Regions from separate parts of the Mus musculus genome. Here region 1 is linked to region 2. A link is a contact called in public Hi-C data. All regions are on one chromosome and are shown on one strand. The core of a region is the stretch at or near the end of the contact, and the rest is flanking DNA. Distances in the headings are between cores, read along the strand shown.

Evidence for each region. A called contact is a pair of places that touch in the nucleus more often than the background predicts.
Region 1: a Hi-C map of uterus shows a contact between it and region 2, with 4 times the contacts expected there. The contact joins two enhancer-like sites. A contact is called at or near these places in 1 of 15 datasets of contacts at CTCF or cohesin (the NIH/3T3 cell line), 5 of 484 Hi-C or Micro-C datasets (3T3-L1-derived adipocytes, the C2C12 cell line, the F1.1 cell line and 1 more) and 2 of 115 datasets of contacts at active chromatin or transcription factors (embryonic fibroblasts and fibro-adipogenic progenitors).

Annotation. Positions count from the first base shown.
Region 1 is chr17:14,905,235-14,907,993 of GRCm38.p6, reverse strand. All of the region lies in intron 17 of Wdr27 (WD repeat domain 27), which reads left to right. Among named protein-coding and RNA genes, the nearest start is that of Wdr27, 37 kb to the left of the region's middle. Within about 2 kb of position 1,468, at least 38 of the 459 cell types and tissues checked have an H3K27ac peak or open chromatin away from gene starts, as enhancers often do. A contact at or near this core is called in uterus, where this site is marked.
Region 2 is chr17:14,623,351-14,626,114 of GRCm38.p6, reverse strand. No RefSeq gene overlaps it. Among named protein-coding and RNA genes, the nearest start is that of Thbs2, 70 kb to the left of the region's middle. Within about 2 kb of position 1,479, at least 18 of the 459 cell types and tissues checked have an H3K27ac peak or open chromatin away from gene starts, as enhancers often do. A contact at or near this core is called in uterus, where this site is marked.

The DNA of each region.
Region 1 (2,759 bases), core at 219-2,718, 280 kb before region 2:
TTAGAAACATGTACTAGGTATTGTTACTGAATACAACTACACACAAAATCCCTTGACTTAGGTCCATTTGCCTTATATGCCCGCTTGGGTAGTCGTGGACAGACACTCATAAGTTGCCTAGGAGCAGAGGCACAGGCATGAAGTGCTAGGAAGGTGAATGGGTGAGGACCAGGTAAGGTCATGCTTACGATCAGAGGTGTACACTGTGACCCATGCATGTTGGGTGCCTGGCCTAGCTTGAACTGTGTAGTCTACATCAGGGTCCTTGCAGTGTCTAGGGTGGTTTGAAAGAGAAAGGGGGATGCCCTCAGGAGGACTAGAGTCATCCATGATGGGCTTGTCCTGGGGTCTGAGTGTGGAGTACCAGTTGTCAGCCTTCTGTGCTGTATTGAAGGACCAGGCTGTGACTGCTCATAGAAAGCATCTCTGTGGAATTCTGCCTTGTCCGTTGCCTGCGCTGCCTTTCAGATTCAAGGAGGCGCAGTCTAGGATGACAGCTTATGCTGTGGTGAGTGGAAGATGGCTGATGAGGAGAGTATTGCAGCTCTGAATGGGTCATCCACTTCTTGGGAAACCTGAACTCTGCTTGCATTGCCCCCCTGCAGCCTCTGCAGCTGCGGTTAGGGTGGAGGCGGATGTAAACATCCCTGCTGTCGTCTGAGAAGGGTGGGTGCTATTACGTAGCTGATAGAAAAGCCACTTAAGTCAGGAGGTAGGATTGTGTAGGGCAGGGACTGAGCAAGTATGTTATCAGTGAGGATGCTCAGACGTGCCCTAACCCAGGGCGGATGTGAGCCCGGGCCGGTGTCGCACGTGCTCTCTGCCCGTGCAGTCACAGTGCCATTTCCTAGGGCTTTGACTCTTTGCAAGCTTGCTGAGTGCTTGAGACGTTTGTCAGTGTTGCCTATTTATTTGTTTTTAATTAACCCTTTTGGAATTTTGTAAAATGTATTTGATCATATTCCTCCCCCCAACTCTTCACATATTCACCCCTTCTTTACCCACCCTGCTGCTTTATGTTCTTGTTTTGCTTTGCTTTGTTTTGTTTTGTTTTAAACCCATCAGTTCCAATTTGTGTTATCCATGAGCTTTTGTCTGTCTGGCCTTCACTGGAGTTTGACCTACGAGGGCCAGGCCCTTAAAGAAAGCAGACTCTCCCTCTCCCAGCTGGTTTGAGCTTGCACAAGTCTTACTCATGCTGCCAGAACTGCTGTGTGTTTATATGCCAACTGCCCTGCTGTATCTGGAAAAGAGTTTTCTTGCTCTGCCATCTCTGGCCCTTTCAGCCTCTGTTTCTTCTCCTGAGCCCTGGGAGGGAGTGCTCTAGCTGGATGTCAATGTCCCATTCAGATTGAGCACTTCAGTCTCTTACTATGTTTGCATCTTCACCAGTGGTAGGTCTCTGTGTTAATCACCGCCTGCTGAGGACGGCAGTGAATGTGCTGAAGGCTGAGAGGCGCACTAATCCATGGCTATGAGGTTAAGTCATCGGGAGTCAGTATCACACTGTGGCTGTTCAGCAGAGCACTAGGACAATGCTCCCCCTATGTCTACTAGCCACAGGTTCTTAGCCTGATGTTGGTGCCTAGTATGGGTTTCAATTTGTGGATGGGCCTTAAATCCAATCAGAATATAGTTTATCACTATTATATTCACACCATTATTACAATAGCCGTGTCCTGTCAGGCTGATGGCAGCATTCAGAGTTTGCAGCCAGGTATGACTTATGATAACTTCTCTGTGGTAGAATGCACAGCACCGCCCAGTACTATGGAAGCCAGCCAGAAGGGATGAAGCCTCAGGTTCTAACCAGCTTCATTTCTTTATAGTCTGTGACCCAAGCATGTGTGTTTCTATCAATAGGGTCTTACCGTCAGTCTCTGGATGGTAGCCAATAACATTGGCAATGGCCTGTAATATTCGGAGTTCTGTGGGACCCCAGTGGCCAGTAAGTCCAAAAGTGGTAATCATTCTGGACTCTGGGCTTTTCATTTGTTAGCCTATGGTATCTAGGAGGGGTTTGCCACCCCATTATAGAGTAACTCCATTTAAATTCTTCTTATATATGTAGTATACATTTTAAGTATACTTACTTTTACAGTGGTAGGCTTCCATGTGACTTTTTCAAAAGTTCTTCAGTGTTAGTCACCCCTCATGTTCCGTCCTCTACTCTTTGTTCCCAGCCTCTACCCCATTTAACCTTCCCTTTCCCATTACTGGCCGTCACCTCTTTATACCATCCCCCCTCTCTCTTTTTGTTTTGTTTTTCGAGACAGGGTTTCTCTGTATAGCCCTGGCTGTCCTGGAATTCACACTGTAGACTAGGCTGGTCTTGAACTCAGAAATCTGCCTGCCTCTGCCTCCCAAGTGCTGGGATTAAAGGCGTGCGCCACCACTGCCCGGCTCTTTATACCATTCCATTTGCTCTTTGCTCCCTTGAAAGCCCCACCCCAGGGTCCCTTACTAATTTTCTGAATTCCATAGGAATTCCAGATGAAACACACATATCGGAAGACTCAAAGATAACACCTATGGATTTGAGAAAACATGCAAAGTTGGTGTTTCTGAGTCTGGGTTACTACTCTCAGGATGGTTGTTTCCACCCATATCCGTTTACCTGGGGATTTCATAATTGTGCTTTTCTTAAGGGCTGAATAGCGTAGGAAATAAATATCCTATGTCTTCATTGTACATAGATGAGTTGATAGACACACAGGCTGTTTCCATATTCTGACTGTTGTGACTAGAGCCAATTGTGA
Region 2 (2,764 bases), core at 230-2,729:
TGAGCCTAGGAGAATCTGGAAGTCAGGGAAATGATACCTCATTTGTTATTGTTTGAGAGAACAATGTATTTCCAATATTTATAAGATAAAGAGAAAAATCGGTTTATCCAGATGAATATCCAGATGAAATAACCTTTGAACCCTTGGTTCTGTTTGTTTGTTTGTGTGTGTGTGTGTGTGTGTGTGTGTGTGTGTGTGTGTGTTTTGTTTTTTGTTTTTGTTTTTTTTTTTCGAGACAGGGTTTCTCTGTGTAGTCCTGGCTGTCCTGGAACTCACTCTGTAGACCTGGAACTCCACCTGCCTCTGCCTCCCGTGAGCTGGGATTCTAACAGGGCATTTATGAGATCACACAGTCTATGCCTGGCTGTTTGGTTCAGGGAAGTCTCAGTGTTGAAAGATGAAAAATGTATATATAGCATTTATAGTTAGTTGGAATTATTTATACTTATCTCAGTACTCAAAACCTCTGTAGAGAGGTTTTGAAGCAGATTTAGAATTCATTGGAATTAGTGGAGTCCTTGAAATGTCCCTATAAGTGGCATAGCTAATTTTTTAATGTCACCTTGCTCAACACTGCTGGGCCTCAGAGTTTCTTCTGCTATTTCCTCTGTCAGTTGTTCCTGTGAATAAGAACCATGGGACATGGCTTGCGACTTACCTCTTGGACCCAGGGATGTGGAGCTCTGCCTGAAAGCTAGCCCACAGTAGACTCACAGAATGCCCAGTCTCCTAGCATTCACAATTCCTGGATTTGTGAATCCAGGAACAACTTCTGGGAAAATGTTATGCTCCAGGAACAACTTCTGGGAAAATGTTATGACTGTCAGTATTTTATTGAAAATTTTCTTGAAGTTATTTTTGCAGTGAAACAAATACAGCCTAGAAATAATTTTATGCTGATGAAATAAATTTTTTTAAAGAAAATCTTAATTTGTATTACATTTTCAGAATGCTGAAATGCTGTAAAGCAAAATAAAGGTCAACACACACACACACACACACACGAATCCTCATTTTTGATGATCCATTACAAACAAAAATCAAAAATTTCTCACAAATCTTTCAAAAGCAAAATTAATATCCATCTTTTTAAATGTGTTTTTAATAAATTCTCCAGGGCCCTGAAAGCTACAGAAGATTCAAACAAAGTTGCTCACACTATCATTGTTTTGTATGGGAGCCAGACGGAGGAGCTCAGAGAAAGGGTGGCGGATACTTATGTTTACACAGCAACCCCACAGAAAACGCGGGTTTAGAAAAATGCTGAGCACCAGCTCCACAGTGGAAATTCTCGCTCCATGCTCCTTTATTAGGGACAACAGGAAGGATCGTTTGAATTCCATGTTTCCCATTTCCTATAAAGTTCCTTTCGTTTGTTTGTTTCTAGAGGAATGTTCCTTTTTCACCGTGCTGAGTGGGAAGAGGAGAGTGGAGCAGGAGCAGGCTCTGCTGGGATTCCGGAGCAGGTCCACAGGCTGCTTTGCAGCTTTCCGGTCTCCCTTTCTTCCAGTCAGTAATTAGACACAGCCGTGGCTTTCTGCTCTGTTCCCTCTCTCCATCCGCCACACCATTGTTTCCTCCTGGCAACATTTTAATATCTGATGAATTTATTAAAAACCTTAAAGGAGGCTGTTTCTGCTCTTTGTAGATTCTTCCAGGTACCTGCTTTTTTGGCCTGTCTAAAGAAAAACATTTTCAGCACATAACACACAGAAGCACATAAGCCAATTGTAGTGAGTCTCTTGGAGCATCTTCCTTCCTGACCTACAGTCACATGATCATTCACAGACAAGTGCTTAAGGACATGTGTCCTGTGCCAGACAGTGTGGGGACAGAGTGGTCATCAGGTAATAATAAACTGACAGTATAAAATACAGATGCCTTTTTCATCCCTCTAGAAATTTTGGTTGTTTCTCCTTCATCATTCCTAATGAATGAAAAAGTTGTCCAGTCCTTTTTGGGGTGATTTTAGTGGAAAATCTAACATGGCTGTCATTGAAGAGTCAGGGCATGACAGTTTTCAGAGGGGTGGTAAGCATCAATGCTTCTTTTAGCTGCTCACACTACCCAGCTTCTGACATGTGATCTGGCCCTATTTAGCTAGACTCTGTTCTAGTTCTTGTCAGAGTTTTAGCAGTAGGATGAAGCAGCCAAGAACTCTCTCCCTTCCAATGTGATAAATACCAGAAACCAAATGGTTAATCTGTTGACCATGTAGGGCATGTCTATGAGGAGCAGAGACCACATGAACCTAAAACATATGAAACATTAGTACAAAACAAACTTTAGCCATCCAAATTTACTATATTTGGAGAGATTAGAGCTCTCACAAAGTAACCTTCGCTCCTGCTTCCAACATAGAGATAAGTTTAGTTTCTCGACACAAATGCAACCTTAGAATCCAGGGTCCAAGAAAGCGGGAGGGAGAAGAACTGAGGCTGGGAATTGAGAAGCAATCCGCCTGCTACAGAGTCACATGACACTCTGATAGAGCAGCACCCAAGACAAAGCACAGGGACATGGGACACTTGGGCCTGTCCTTGCAGCTGGAGAGGCAGAAAACAGGATGCTGCCAGAGTGTTCTCAGAAGACAGGATGCTGGTGGCTTGTTCGGGAGAGAGAATGCTTTGGATGTTGGTCTCATTTGACAAAGTCGCACAAACAAACAACAACATCAGAGCATTGAGAAAAGTAATCAGCCAGATGTCAAGGTCAAAAAGGGACCAGGGACAGAGCCCCAGGACCTGGAGATCTTTAAGAGTCA